2 separate regions of the Rattus norvegicus genome follow, and region 1 is linked to region 2. A link is a contact called in public Hi-C data. All regions are on one chromosome and are shown on one strand. Each heading gives the region's core, a stretch centred on a gene start, on an enhancer-like site or on the middle of the called end of the contact. The rest is flanking DNA. Distances are from core to core; before and after follow the strand shown.

Region 1 (6,858 bases), core at 3,171-5,670, 82 kb before region 2:
TTCTCTTCGATGAAGCGATCGCCATTCCTAAGGGAGGGAACATGACTGAGAGACTGAGAGACTCCTTTTGGAAGAGGAAAGTGGGAACAGTCACCTCTTGGGATGTGTACGCTATAGCTAAGAGCACCTACACGCACTCTAATGTCACTTGGTGTCATAATTACGTAGCGAACCAATGTGTTAAGTGTCTCAACCTTACCACATAAAAAAGGGGGATTCAGAGACATGAAGCAATGGCAGGGTCAGGTGTAGGGGATCGAGGAAAACTGGAGACCAAACTGAATGACTCACTGTCGGGGAACTGGCTCCAAGATCCACCTCTCCAGTAACAGTGCATCTTGTTTAATGGCAGGGTCATTCAGATCTGTCCCCTCTGTGCTAGGGCCCTCGTCACTGTAGCAGCAATCTGGCAGAAGCATCACTTCTACCATGATTGGAAGATTATTTTTCCACAACAGCGTGACCTCAGATCTGGTTCGTCTGGCTTGGCGACACTAGGAGAAAAGGAAGATAAACAAATGAATATTCTCAATAACTGCCTTAATTTTGTATTTAAATTTCAAAACCATAATTGTAGATATCTGCATAAGGAAAGCGCATATGTGGTAGCACTTGCTCAGGCTCGGCTGTCTCTTCTGTTCCCAGCACCCCTATTGTGGCTCACAACCATCTGTAACGGGATCCGATGCCCCCTTCTGCTGTGTCTGAAGACAGCTACAGTGTACTCACATACATAAAATGAATAAATCTTAAAACACCACCAACAACAAAAGAAATTAATAACTGGAAGAAAAAATATATATTAGAGAAAATATATAATTTTTAGAAATTATATCATGTGCTACTTATTAAAATGTTTTGATGATTTTCTTTTAAAATATTAATATAAATTTTTCCCACTGAAAAAATATAGGGGAAAAAGTTAATGTAGGTTATTTATCTAATGAATAAGAACATACAATGGAGGGCCAAGGGAAGACTCCACAGCTAAAGGAAAGCAGATGGCAGCAGTGAAGTCTCCTGTGAAGTGGGAGGGGCTTCCAACCTCTCTTCATCTTAGGGAAGGTACCCAGAGCATTTCCAAGCCATTGCTCAAATACAGAAATCACTGTGGCAGAACAGCAGGGATGAGAACATCTGAGCTAGTTTACACAAAAGACAAACCCAGCAGCAACGGAGCCCAGTCCTCACCTGGGCCAGCTTGTCGCTGCACTCATGTCTGGCTGCGCCTGGGAAACGAGACTGCGCTGGAGGGCAGTGGAAACTCTCTGCACGGCCTTTCACGGAACACTCAGGGGTTCGGCCTTCAGTTATCAGCAAGGCCAAAGAGACCAAGAACTCCTCTGCATCATATTCAAAATACTCATCCAAGGCATCTGGCATTAAAAAAAAGGAAAATTCTTCATTGTATTAAGAATTCATCACTTGAGTTATTCACATTTTTACAGTGTTGCTGTTTATCTATCTATCATTATAGGCCTGAACCCAGGGCTACATACTACTAGGTCAGCGTTTCATCCTCATCAACAAGTGATGTCAACAAGTGCTCTACAACTGAGCTATATCCGTAGCTCATTAATTTTTAATGAATTAATTGTTTGGAGATAAGGTTTCATACAGCCCAGCCTGGCGTCAAGTTCACCAAGTGGTGTAAGTTGGTCTTGAACTTCTATCCTCTCTGGCTCTTAGGTTCCGAGACTGCAGTTGTGCAGCACCATTCCTATCCACTCCGTCACTGAGATAAACCTCTAAAGTACTCAATAGGAACTCATGACAGCTGGGGGCAATATTCACAGCACTCGGAAGGCTAAGACAAGGACTGTTGTGAGTTTAGGGCCAGCCTAGGCTATACAGTGAGTTCCAGGCTACTTTTGGTTATAGAAGACCCTGTCTCAAAATGCAAAAACTAATAAGTAACAAACCTTTTCCTGACTGAAGGTGTAGCTGAGGCCTAAAGTTCCCAGCACTGAAGAGGCTGAGGCAGGAAGATGACAGCTAACACTTAGGACGGTGGTTTTTACTGGCAGCAAGCATCTTTACTTCTAAGTCCTTGGTCTAGATAAGCTCAGTCCTCATGGCACTGTAGGATGAGGACGCCTACCTGCATCTTACAGGCAGTCAAAGCAAGGGCAAGGAGCTAGGGCAGGGAGCTGACACATGCTCACCCCAGTCAATCTGCAACTTGGATACACGATTTGACCCTAGAAACCAGGCCCTAACTACCATAATAATGTGGTTGTTCACAATGGCCATAAAATTTCCTATTACATACTTTTGTTTCTTAAAAATGAAAATAATATATATCTGACACATGCTTTTATTCATTTGGTATTTTTGTGATACAGAATTATTCCTGGAAATGGGACTATAAATTATAATAATGAGCTGACTGGAAAAGAGAGGGTCTCAAATCTCCTTTGGGGATGGAATTAGATCATAAATCAAGGAGTATTTACAGATAAACCTGGAGACATATGATCATCGGTCATCACTCCTACCTTTACGTTTTCTGTTACATCCTATGACTTTATTTGTGCATGTGCATGTGTGTAGGTACCCATGGAGCAGGGGTGTATGCCAGCGTGCAAACAGAAGGTCAGAGGACAAATTTGTTCTTTTCACTATGTGAGGTCCCAGGATTGAACTCAGGCCATCAGGCTTGCTGGCAAGTACCTTTATTTGCAGAGCCATTTTGTCGACCCCTTACTTTCTATCTTTTTTAAAAAATGTGTTTTAATTATCTAGTAGACAATTTTCCTTCTCAAATGTAGGCCTCTATTTTTATTTAGATAGACCTATAGCATAAACTATTTAATCGGTACCATACTGTTGGATGTTTAGGATGATCCAGCTGTTTTCTAAATAGAACAATCTTTATAAATATGCTTGAAAACTAATATGCTTGAACATCCAGCTTAATGAACTCGCTAAGGCTGGGATAAACTCACAAATGAACAATTTTGATTCATATTAACAGCCTGCCCCCTCTGAAGATAAAACAGTGTTATCTTAAATAAATGATCTTTTTAGCAATCTCCCAGGTTTTTCCCTGGCCTCTTTTCCACTTTACTCTGTGGTTTGAGTGGCCTGGAATCTTTCTACTATCTTGGCAGGCTATAGAAATAAGTCAAACAGCATGTGTAGAAGTCCAGCCAGCCTTGGGAAGGACACTCCTCCTCCGTTTGTCGACACAGAGCTGTGTGCTGCCCAACTGTGTGGGGTTTTTTCAGGGTGCAAAGGCAGCAATGTGTGTGCACGGCAGGTTCTGGTGCAGTCAGAGAGACTGCTCACTTTGTGATCTCCCCTAAGATTTCCCCTGAGCTCTTCTACCTCTCCTTTCTTTTGTTTGTTTGTTTGTTTGTTTGTTAGGTTTTTGCTGTTGATTTAAGAATTATTTTTTTTTTTTGGTTCTTTTTTTTCGGAGCTGGGGACCGAACCCAGGGCCTTGCGCTTCCTAGGTAAGCGCTCTACCACTGAGCTAAATCCCCAGCCCCAAGAATTATTTTTTTTTAAAAGACAAGTCCTCATTTAGTCTGGGCTGGCCTCAAACTCATTGTATATAGTCAAGGCTATACTTAACTTTCTGGTCTTCCCTCTTCTACCTCCCAAATGCTGGGTCTGCTGGCCATGAGCCAGCTCCGCTGCTTCTGAAGAGCAGAGATGCACAGACTCTTGGAGCTGAAAGAATCCTGAAAAAGTCTAATTCAACCTCCAAATAAGCCCTCAGACACTGTCCCTGAACTGTCAGCAGCCAGTCCTTGCATATCTAGTGCTGAGGTGGCCTGCTTCATCCCTGGATCTCCCCAAGTGTCTAGAGCTTTTGCTATGCCTAAGCTGCTTACTTTTCTAGTTGGAGTGGGCTCCAGTCCAGAACCTCAAGAGCATGGCTCTCCAGAGCAGCAGACCAGCCCTAGCTCGTGGTCAGACTACAAGCACAGTGGTAGAGGCTGAGGGACCCTGTTCATCTCCCACCTTAGTGGAGATCTGTTTTACTGAAGACCCGCTCGACTGAATCCTCAGGTACAAAGGTTTGGTTATCTCTTTTCTTCAGCTGTCGGCTTCCTGATGATCCACTTATAGACCCTCAAGCCTGACACTTGGCCAGAGCTGTCACAGAGCCAGCTGCTCTAGCTGGATGATGGCATGGGCTCTGATATGGATGCTGCCTGAGTGCCAGGTCAACTCAGCATTCGCAGCTCCCCTCATGATCTCTCCATCCCAGACAAAGTCCTATCTAGAGAGCTCGTGTCCTTCCATTCTCTCTCTGATGCGTCAGGTGTGCTTTCCCCTCTCCTTTTCATCTACCCACAGGTTTGTGAAGACACCCTGTCTCATCTGTAAAAGGCCTCTTTCCGACCTGCTCTCCACATTGCCCTTTTACTGGCTTCCTTCTCTTCCCAGAGCTTGCATAAGTCACTGACGCAGTGATGGCTGTTGCCAGACACTGGCATGCAACCCAGAGTCATGCCTTCCACATCCACATGGGTCCATGACACCATTTTCCATGGACAGACAACCCTCTCCAAAATTTGGAGCACTGACCAGGCAAAAAGAAAGGCTGAAGAAACCAATCAACACTGCAGGTGGACTGACCCAGTACTGTCTTGACAGCTCGGTAGCATGCAGAACCCTCTGCTTCCTCACAGTGAGCGTCTTAATCCCGCATCCTTGGAGCCCACCAAAATGTGAACAAAGAGAAACAACCACCCACACTTGTTCTCTAGCCTCTGTCTATATACCATGTACACACACACACACACACACACACACACCCACACACACACACATAAACACACACAACCTCTCTCTCATGCACACTGCACGTACACACATAATACTAGTATTTTTGAAAAAAAATTATATAAACCTTAAAAATTTTATCAAGACATGATTATGAGAAACAGCCATAATAAACATCATGGATTGATTTACTCTTGCTTTATTTTTCTTTTAGGATTTGTTTTGCTTTTGGTTTGAGTCACAGTTTCTCTGTGCAGTCTAGGCTGTCCTGGAATTCACGCTGTAAACCACGCTGTCCTCAATTCATAGAGGTCCACCTACCTCTGCCCCTAAGTGCTGGAATTAAAGACACGTGGACCACTGGACAGCGTAGAGATTTAATTTTTAAAGTTACATCTGTGTGGGCATGTGAGGGTAAGTGCGGGTGCCTGCAGAAGCCAGAAATGGAGGCTGGCTCCACCGGAGCTGAGGTTACAAGCAGTTGTGACTGACCCAGCACGGGTTCTGGGAACTAAACTCTGGTCCTCTCTAAACTACAGAGTCACCTCCCTAGCCCCATACATAACTCCTCTATTCTGGCTTTCCCCTCATTAATCTCTATATCTTTGCATGTGTATGAGTGCTCACGTGTGTGAAGGTGCGTGTGGGGACGGAGGTGGAGCTGGGTTTCTTCCTCAGCTTCTCTCTACTTTTTCTGAGTAGGCTCTGCCATTGAGGGGATGTAACTCGCCCGAGGGATCTGCTGTCTCCACCTCTTGAACTGGCTCTGCAGGTGGCTGTCAGTACCCAGCATCCGGCAGGTCACCAGCTTTCCTGCCAGGGTGTTGGTGCTCTGAACTCTGGTCCACACATTTGTGACCAAGTATTTAACCTTCAGAGTCAGCTTCCTAACCACCTTCCCACTTAATTAAGCTAAGATTGTAACATCTTGCAGACTGAAGTTGCAAGGGTTATTTGTAAAAATATTTTTTTAGAATATTGCCATACACATAAGTGGCACAGCATAACAATTAAATTTAAAATAAATACCACTGGAAACTACTTCTCTCCTTTGTGGGTGAGAAGAAGAAATTTTAAAGTCATTTGTCCAAGCTTACATTTATTATAATTATCAACTCTGACTTATTTTTTATGGTGTGAGTTCTAGAAAGTTCTCTGGAACAACTATCAACAAGACCTAGTCTTAAAGAATTTAGATGTTCTCTTGTTCCTTTTTTGTTTGTTTGTTTGTTTTTTGAAGGGTTTTGTGTGTGTGTGTGTGTGTGTGTGTGTGTGTGTGTGTGTGTAAGAAATAAGGTATTGTTTAAGAAACCTGCAGCTTGTCATGAGTTCTGCTGGCTGCATTGTTTTTATTCAATTTCATTTGGTTTTGCTGTGTGTGTGTGTGTGGGGGGTGTGTGCCTGAGTGCACGCTGTGTGTGCCACACCACATATGTAAAGATCTGAGGGCATTTTCTGGAGTCAAGTCTCCCCTCCTACTGTGCTTTTGTGGGTTCTGGGGATCAAACTCAGGCTTTTCTCTGGTAAGTGCCTTTACATGCTGAGACATCTCACTGGTTCTCTTCTGTTGGCTTCAGATAAATGATACTTTAAAGACTAATTGTGTTGGGTTGGGGATTTGGCTCAGTGGTAGAGCGCTTGCCTAGGAAGCGCAAGGCCCTGGGTTCGGTCCCCAGCTCCAAAAAAAAAAAAAAAAAAAAAAAAAAGACTAATTGTATGCATAAAGGGTTAAATAAGATGCCTAAATTATAATTAATGTTGAACCTGGATTGTTACAGTGTGATAGTTGGTAGAACCCCAAGGCACAGAAAAATGTTAGCTCCACTACTGGTCAAGCTGAGATGAACTTTCCCTAGTGCTGTGGGTCAGATCCAGGGTCCTAATCAGGCGACTGAGATGTTCAAATACGGAGTCTCAACCCCAGCCGGTGTAATCAAAACAACACCCCCCCCCAAAATGTAATAAAAATTCTTACCTCAGAAACTTCTGAGTAAGAAAAAGACTTTGTCCTTTGATTTTTGGCATACCTTGCTATGGTAGAAACTTAGGTTTGTTTTTAGTTAACAGTCAAATATTAAACAACAAAACCAGTATAGTCAATGGCCACTTACTTTAAAA
Region 2 (7,425 bases), core at 343-2,842:
TTTTATCCTCTTGAAACATTCCAGAACAGGTGGGGCCCCAAAGCTAGATTTCTAAGTGAGCTCCACTGTTTATAAGGATGGGGCTGGCTACCACATCAGAGAGGACAGATGTAATTTGCAACATGAAACTCTTGATATCGGTCCTGGAAAACAGCCAAGAGCTTCCTTCCTACTGGGAGCCCCAAGCCCCATTGGGTTGAAGAGAAGAAAGTGATGTATATTGTGTGTGTGGGGGTTTGAGGTTAACCTTGGGTATCATTCTTGAGGAACTGTTCACCCGGGTTTTTTGAGACAGAGTCTCTCATGGACCCAGAGCTCACTAATCAAACCAGCAAGCCATAGGCCCATCTTGTCTGTGGGATTACAAGTGTGCACCCCACAACTGGCTTGGTTTTTTGGTTCATTGTTGTTGTCATCGTCGTCATTGTTGTTGTTGTTTTTTTTTAAAGGGTCTCTAGGGATCAACTTCAAGTCCTCCTCACACTTACGCAGCAAGCAGTTTAATGGCCAAGCCATCTTTCCACCATCACCCCTTTTTAAGTGAATTGAAGAAAAGGAAAATGTATATTTCCTGGGGGCTGTAAGTCAGAGAGAAAAGCCTGGAGTTGATGGGTACCTAACTATGCTGGAGTTTTGTCACGAGTGTGAATTCGGATTAATTTCTACTGTCTCCCCTTGGCTATAGCTTCCTGCCTCACCCACCTCCTGGTTCCTTCCTTTTGAACTAGTGAGATTCAGGCAGCCCTTCGTCCCTTCCCATGTATCTCACGGGTAGCTGAAGGGGGAAATTTAATTAATTAAAACATTAATTAATTAAAATAATGAACAGTGACATGTGACTCCAAGGTCTCTTATGCCACCAAAGACACATTTGTTTTTTAAAGGAACAGGGTGCTTATGGGAGCAATCTCAGTGGTTTACGTGACGGGAGGGTTCTGAAGCCGTTTGTCTGGGAATGGGAGATAGTTCTGTTCTCAGCCCTGCACAGACAATACAGCCTTCTGTGAAACAGTGATGAGTAAGGGCCAGTCACAGACCCAGCAGAGGTCAGGCATGAAGACATAGAGATGACCACTGATTGTGTGGAATGAGATCACAGATAACTTAAAGGAACTAAGAGAAAGTGTCGGCGATGAATGGTACCACGTGGATTTGGATTATCTCGTGCAGTTTAGCTGCAAAGCCCTGGGCTGATAGAACCACCTAGAGAGAAGACCCCCCCCACCCCTACTTGCTGGAATAATGAGATGTTGCTTGGGAGGGTCAGACAACAAAACCTTTTAGAACATGGGACTTTTTAAAAAAGACAAGTTCTTATATATGTTTTAGGCTAGCTTTGAACCTGCTATGTAGCTGAGGCTGACCTTGAACTCCTAGATCCTCTTGATTCCACCTCTTGATTGTTGGGATTAGAGGCATGTGCCACCAAGATCAGCTACACCCTGGAGGTCTAACTGTTGCAGTTATTTCTGTTTTCTAAACAAACCTTTAGTCTTTGACAAAGGAAAAGTTCTCCTCTCTCTTACTGTCAACTCATGGGCACACGGCCTTTCTGCTGAGGAAAGCACTTGGCCAGACTATCAAAGCACGTGTTCCCTCCCCCTCCCCCTCCCCCTCAGGCAGTCCCTCCCCTTGGCTAGACTGCCTTCCCACTCTTGCCTCAGAGCCTTCATTCCTCTCTCCTCATCTCTGCTCTTCCCATTCTCTTCCACCTCCCCAGCAAGGCTCCTTTTGCCCCTCAGAATAGTACACATCCTTCAAAGCTAGTTCAAGATTCCGGCACTTTCCTCTCTGGAGAGACTTCCTGATCTCTGAGCTCTAATATTCTATTGTTATCTATCTATCTATCTATCTATCTATCTATCTATCTATCTATCTATCTATCTATCTACCTATCATCTATTTTCTATTATTATTTATCATCTATCAGCATAATTGATTTATTTGTGTAATACTAAGGACTGAGCTTAGGCCCTGGAGCATTTGAGACAAGGGTTCTCTCAATGAGCTACATTTGCAGTCCTCTTTTTCCTCTTTGAGACAGGGCTTCACTTGATTGCTCAGGCTGATCTGGAACCCACTCTGTAGCTCAGACAGGCCTTGAACCTGTTATTCTCCTACCTCATCCTCCCAAGTACCTGGGATTACACCCTGTGCCCCTAGACCCGCCTGAACTTGCAATATTATAATAACACTCCAAGTAATGATCAGGCCTTAATGTTGAAATATTACTAAGAATGGCAATAACATGCTATTACATTTGAATGTTATAGGATTGTTAAAAAGATAAGGGATTAATATGATTGCTGCCTAAGAACAAAACAATAAAAATATACAGCATGGGGGGCTGGGGATTTAGCTCAGTGGTAGAGCGCTTACCTAGGAAGCGCAAGGCCCTGGGTTCGGTCCCCAGCTCCGAAAAAAAAGAACCAAAAAAAAATATATACAGCATGGAAACCGAGGTCAAAAATGATTAAATCTGTTTCAAAAGACAGGCAAGCTCCTTTCCATTTGGGTCTCTAGCTTGTGCATGGCTACTTGTGTGGACTCACACACCACAAACTTACTAAAATCGCTGAGAGTTCTGTTTTGTTTTCGCAACTTAACTAGGCAGTTCTTGGTAGATGACAACATCATTTCACAATGCCAGAAGTTTGGACACACCTGGCAGTTTCTGATTAAATGTGGTTTTGCAGAAGCCAGGTGTGGTGGTGCCTGCCTGCAATCCCGGCTTCTCAGGAGAGTGGGTCAGGAGGATCAGGAGTTCTAGACAAGACTTTGTCACACAGTGAATCTGAGAACACCCTGGGCAAGTAGCAAGACCTGCTCTCAAGCACATACAAGCACGCACACACACTCACATCCACAGTGTTTTCAAGTTCTTCCCCATTGCTAATTTGGCTCTCTAGTAAGATCATAGGTTTCTCGGGCAGGAAAACTCCGCTTGGGTTTTTATTTTGATGGTGTTCTCTTGGCTTCCAGAATTGCAGCAAATGTGTAATTAGGGTTTTAAAATGCTGCCTCAACAGGCAGAAGCTTTAGGGACAGCCCCTGCTCCTGCTCTTGGGAGACCCACGTGGAGACGTGGAGAGCTGCACATCTGCTACATATGTGTCAAGGGCCTCAGTACAACCCATATATGTCTCAGCCTCCGGGAGCCCCCAAGGATCCAGGTTACTTGACTCTGTTGATCTTCCTGTGGAGTTCCTATCCTCTTCAGGGCTGCCGTGTCTGGCCTCAGTGGTAAAGGATGGGCCTAACCCTGCAGAGACGTGATGCACCAGGGGAGGGGGACACCTAGCAGCGGCCCCCACCTTCTCAGAGGAGAAGGGAATGGACTCTGTGGGGGTGGGCAGGAGGACCAGGAGGCGGGGCAATGATAGGGATGTAAAATGAATGAATGAATGAATGAGGAAATGCTGCACTGAGCTGAGGATGAAGTTCAGTGGGAAAGCTCTCCTTCAGCATGAAGGAGGCCTGGCATTACATACCAGCCATGAAGGACAAAAGAAAACTGCTGTGGTGAGGAACACCCTGGGCTTACTCTCCTGGGCACGTGTCAGTGTGGATATTGGAGCTTTCTTGGTGAGTCCATTCACCTCATTTGGGTGTTGGAGGGAATGAAGACTTTGAAGAAAGTTACTCATGAAAAGTTCTTCAGTGTTGGAGTCCAGATAGGAAGAAACAAAATGTCTCCTCAGATGAACATGGCTGTGCAACTGCTCACTTATCCATCTGAGGGAGAACCTAGGGAGGAAGAGGATAGCCTTCCTTTCCTGGGACTTAGCTGGAAGAGATGACCTATTGCCATCAGCCTGGCTCTGCTGTTGACCCCTAGACAAGAGGACAGAGGGGATCCCTGCACTTGCTCCAAACCTGATTCCTAAAGGTAAAGCTACTGAAGTCACTATGATGGGTGATGGAGCTGGGCCAGACTGGGAATGACTGACCCATGTGTCCTAGGAATGCTGTAGCTGATTGACATAGCTTACTGGCTTGTTGCCGTGTGTGCTTGTGTCCCACAATGAGGATATGCAATCTTATAATGGCCTCAGAAAGATTTGCTAAGATTTACATTTGTAAACATAATGGAAGGAACATTAAAGTTTCAGTACTTGGAGTAAATCCTACTGAATATCGATCACTGCACAAAAGATTAATTTGAACCACATTCCAAGTTGAGTATGTAAGCATGCCAGCAGTATTTCTGAGGAAAAAATATCAACGTACACCTCCCAGTCCCCGGATCACTTTTAATAAATGTGTAACAGCTACTTCATTTCTAACTAAGACATCAAATATTCCTGAGAACTTGACCTTCTCAAGAGGGAAATCAATCAAACTATGATCAGCAATGAATGACTTGAAGAAACATAAGAGCTGGGGAAATGAAATATATTTATGCTGATAAAACTTGCTTCTTTTTCCTGCATATTTCACCCCACATACATATACCTCAGAACTGGCTGAGAAAGTTTAAGAAGCAGTGTAATATTCTAAGTATGAGGGGTGGGGGTTTGGCTCAATTGATAAGGTATTTGCCTTGTGTGTATGAGGCTGTGCATCAGATCTCAGCACTGAACAACTGGGTGTGGTGGTTTGTGATCTGAACACTCAAGGAAGAAGCAGAAGGATCAAAATCATTTTTGGCTACATAGAGAGTTCAAAGCCAGCCTGGGTTACTAGGGACCCTACCGCAAATAAAATAATACATTCTAAGTATGCAAATATTTTTGTATCCATATATTAAATTATAAAATTTTATTAGATATTCGGGGAGGCAATCAGAAACTGCAGCTTAAGTTAGAGAGACCAAAATGGCAGATGTACTGAATAGGGACTGGTACATGGTCTGAGTTCATTCAGCTGGTCTTTGGGGATAAGATAGCAAGCTATTCTGTAGTGTCAGTCATATGCGTGGTGTAGTATCAAGCAATTTAAACATATTGACATATTTAATTTAATTAACAACACAATGAGTTGGATTTTAGTCTACTGGTTTCTTAGATGAAGAAATCATGGTCCTGATTCAGTTCAGCAATTTCTCCAAAATCACACAACCAGTAAATTACAATGTAGAGGAATTTTAATCCAGCAATATGGCTGCTCTGGGAAGATATCATATCCAAAGACCTTCTAGGTCTCTGTGATCTGACTGGAATACAGACACACCTTTAATCCCTCTGGCTGACATACACACACACCCTTAGCACATACCTTTAATCTCAAACAATGTAGGTAAATTTAGTTTGTAGAAGGAAGCATCTGTGTTTGAAAGTGATGTCTAATTGAGGGGCAGACAAAGTGATAAATCAGAGAAAGATTTGACAGGGTGAGTCAGAGATAGGATAATACAGTAGATGGGAAAGAGAAGCTATTTAAGAGCAGTGCACAGGGGTTGAGGATTTAGCTCAGTGGTAGAGCACCTGCCTAGCAAGCGCAAGGCCCTGGGTTCGGTCCTCAGCTCCAGGAAAAAAAAAAAGGAGCAGTGCAGGGAGAGAGAGTTCGTTCAGTTCATTCAGTTCAGTTTGAAGCAGTTCATTGAGTGAGTGCATTTCAGTAGAGTTGAGTTCATTTGCCAGAAGATTAGAACAGGTTGTGAGTGTTAGTTTGAAGCCAGGCAGAACAATTCCTTGAGAAGCCAAGAGAAGGCAGTGAAGTCAGTCAGCTTGGAGAGGAGTTTGAGTCAAAACAGCTGAGTTGAACCAACCAGCCAGAGTTCAGAAAAAACTAGAAAGGGTGAGCTTATTCAGCAGCAAGCCTCTGAGATGACAATTATATCAGGTGAGTAAAAGTTACCTTTACATAACAGCACTAGAAATACAATCCCAAATAATATAGAGGCAGGGTCTCATTATATAGCCCTTCAACTCAACAATCCTCATGCATCAGCCTCACATGTCCTGGGACTATAAGTATGCAGTATCACAATGCAAGTTTGTAGTCTTAACCATATAGAATTTCAAGCCTCAGGTATGACTACTGGCAATAACAATAATGATGATAATTGTTTATATTATTATTATTATTATTATTATTATTATTATTGTTATTTCAGCTTTTTCTCTTATGCTAAAACTCAAGGTAAAAGTTGGGATATTAATGAGATACATGCATGGAGATTCCCTGATCGTGGTTCTATAGCAAGCCATATCCACACTTCCCATCTTCTTATATCCTGGATTGTGAATGACAAGCAAGGGGATGATTCTGGAAGGTTCTGGAAGCCTCTAGTTGTCGCCAACTCACAGATCATCTCTGAGGAATTCTCTATGTATAAGTTATTTAATTGGGCTGTGGAAACATGCCCCACCACTCCGGGTACCAATACCCACTCTGCTGACCCCCTTGACCAATACGGTGGCTGGCCCAGTCAGACTCATTCTGTGAGACTCCTCATGTCCTGCAGAGGGAAGGTGCTGAAGTAGAGCCTGTGAAAGCTGTGCAGCCTTGAGGAGAAGGGACCCTGGGGTAGGAGGGGCTGGGCTGACTGGGAAAGTCAGGGCATCTGCTGGCTGGTGGTAGGGGTCATAAGGTTTACAGACTTGATTGCTGCAGAGCCTCTGGGTGACAAGTGGTGACAGGGCAGTGAGGCATCTTGAACCCTCACAAGTGACATTGTGAAGCTGGCAGTGTGAATGTTCTTGAAGAGCCCATGTACCCTTAGAAGAAGTTCCTATCCTCAGAGTGTTGTCATAGTCTCCTGTTGCTGGGATAAAATATCCTGACAAGAAGCAGCTTAGGGAGAAAAGGGTGTGTTTTAGCTCATAATTCCAGGTTATAGCCCAGGAGTGAAGTCATGGAGTCAGACACGTAGTCACAACCACAGGCAGAGCAGAAAGAAATACGTTCACTGGTGCTTATTGCTTGGCTGGCTTTCCCGCACTCCTATACAGTCCTGGACCACAAACCAGGAAGTAACACCATACACTTTCAGGATATCTCTTTCCCATATCAGTGAAGGCAGTCATAGATACACACACAGGGCACCCTCATCTAGACAGTCCCTCACTGAGACTCTCTTCCTAGGCAATTCTATCTGTGTCAAGTTAACAGTTGAAGCCAGCCATCATGTGTGCCTTTTTGCAGTTAACAATTAAACAGAACCTAGCAACTCAAGCACTATGACCCACTTTATTTACGCCCGCCCCCTAAGGTCACCCATTATCAAACAGGACCAACTCTCTGCCAGTGTTCATTCCCAACCCACCTCCACTAGGAGTCCTTCACCCCCTCCTACAAAAGCCAACAGGGAGCTCCCAATAGGATTCACTTTAGGAACGAATTTGCTTAAAAGTCATTCTGAAAAGGAATTTTCAATGAGTTTCAGGCTCATTTGCCAGAAAAACAAAACAAGGATCCTTTAAATTTGTCCTTTTTGATTAGCATGCTATTACTGCTGATTGGAATCAGAACATATGAAAA

What was found. Hi-C and Micro-C count contacts between places; a contact is called where the count stands out from the background.
Region 1: a contact with region 2 is called in a Hi-C map of liver, with 1.8 times the contacts expected there. The contact joins two enhancer-like sites. A contact is called at or near these places in 2 of 12 Hi-C or Micro-C datasets (liver and prefrontal cortex).

What each region holds. Positions count from the first base shown.
Region 1 is chr8:84,623,978-84,630,835 of GRCr8, reverse strand. Atosa (atos homolog A) reads right to left here. Exons shown (of 13, transcript NM_001106838.1): 3 at 1,192-1,376; 4 at 292-494; 5 at 1-27. Among named protein-coding and RNA genes, the nearest start is that of Arpp19, 33 kb to the left of the region's middle. Within about 2 kb of position 4,420, at least 6 of the 93 cell types and tissues checked have an H3K27ac peak or open chromatin away from gene starts, as enhancers often do. A contact at or near this core is called in liver, where this site is marked.
Region 2 is chr8:84,538,503-84,545,927 of GRCr8, reverse strand. No RefSeq gene overlaps it. Among named protein-coding and RNA genes, the nearest start is that of Atosa, 33 kb to the left of the region's middle. Within about 2 kb of position 1,592, at least 11 of the 93 cell types and tissues checked have an H3K27ac peak or open chromatin away from gene starts, as enhancers often do. A contact at or near this core is called in liver, where this site is marked.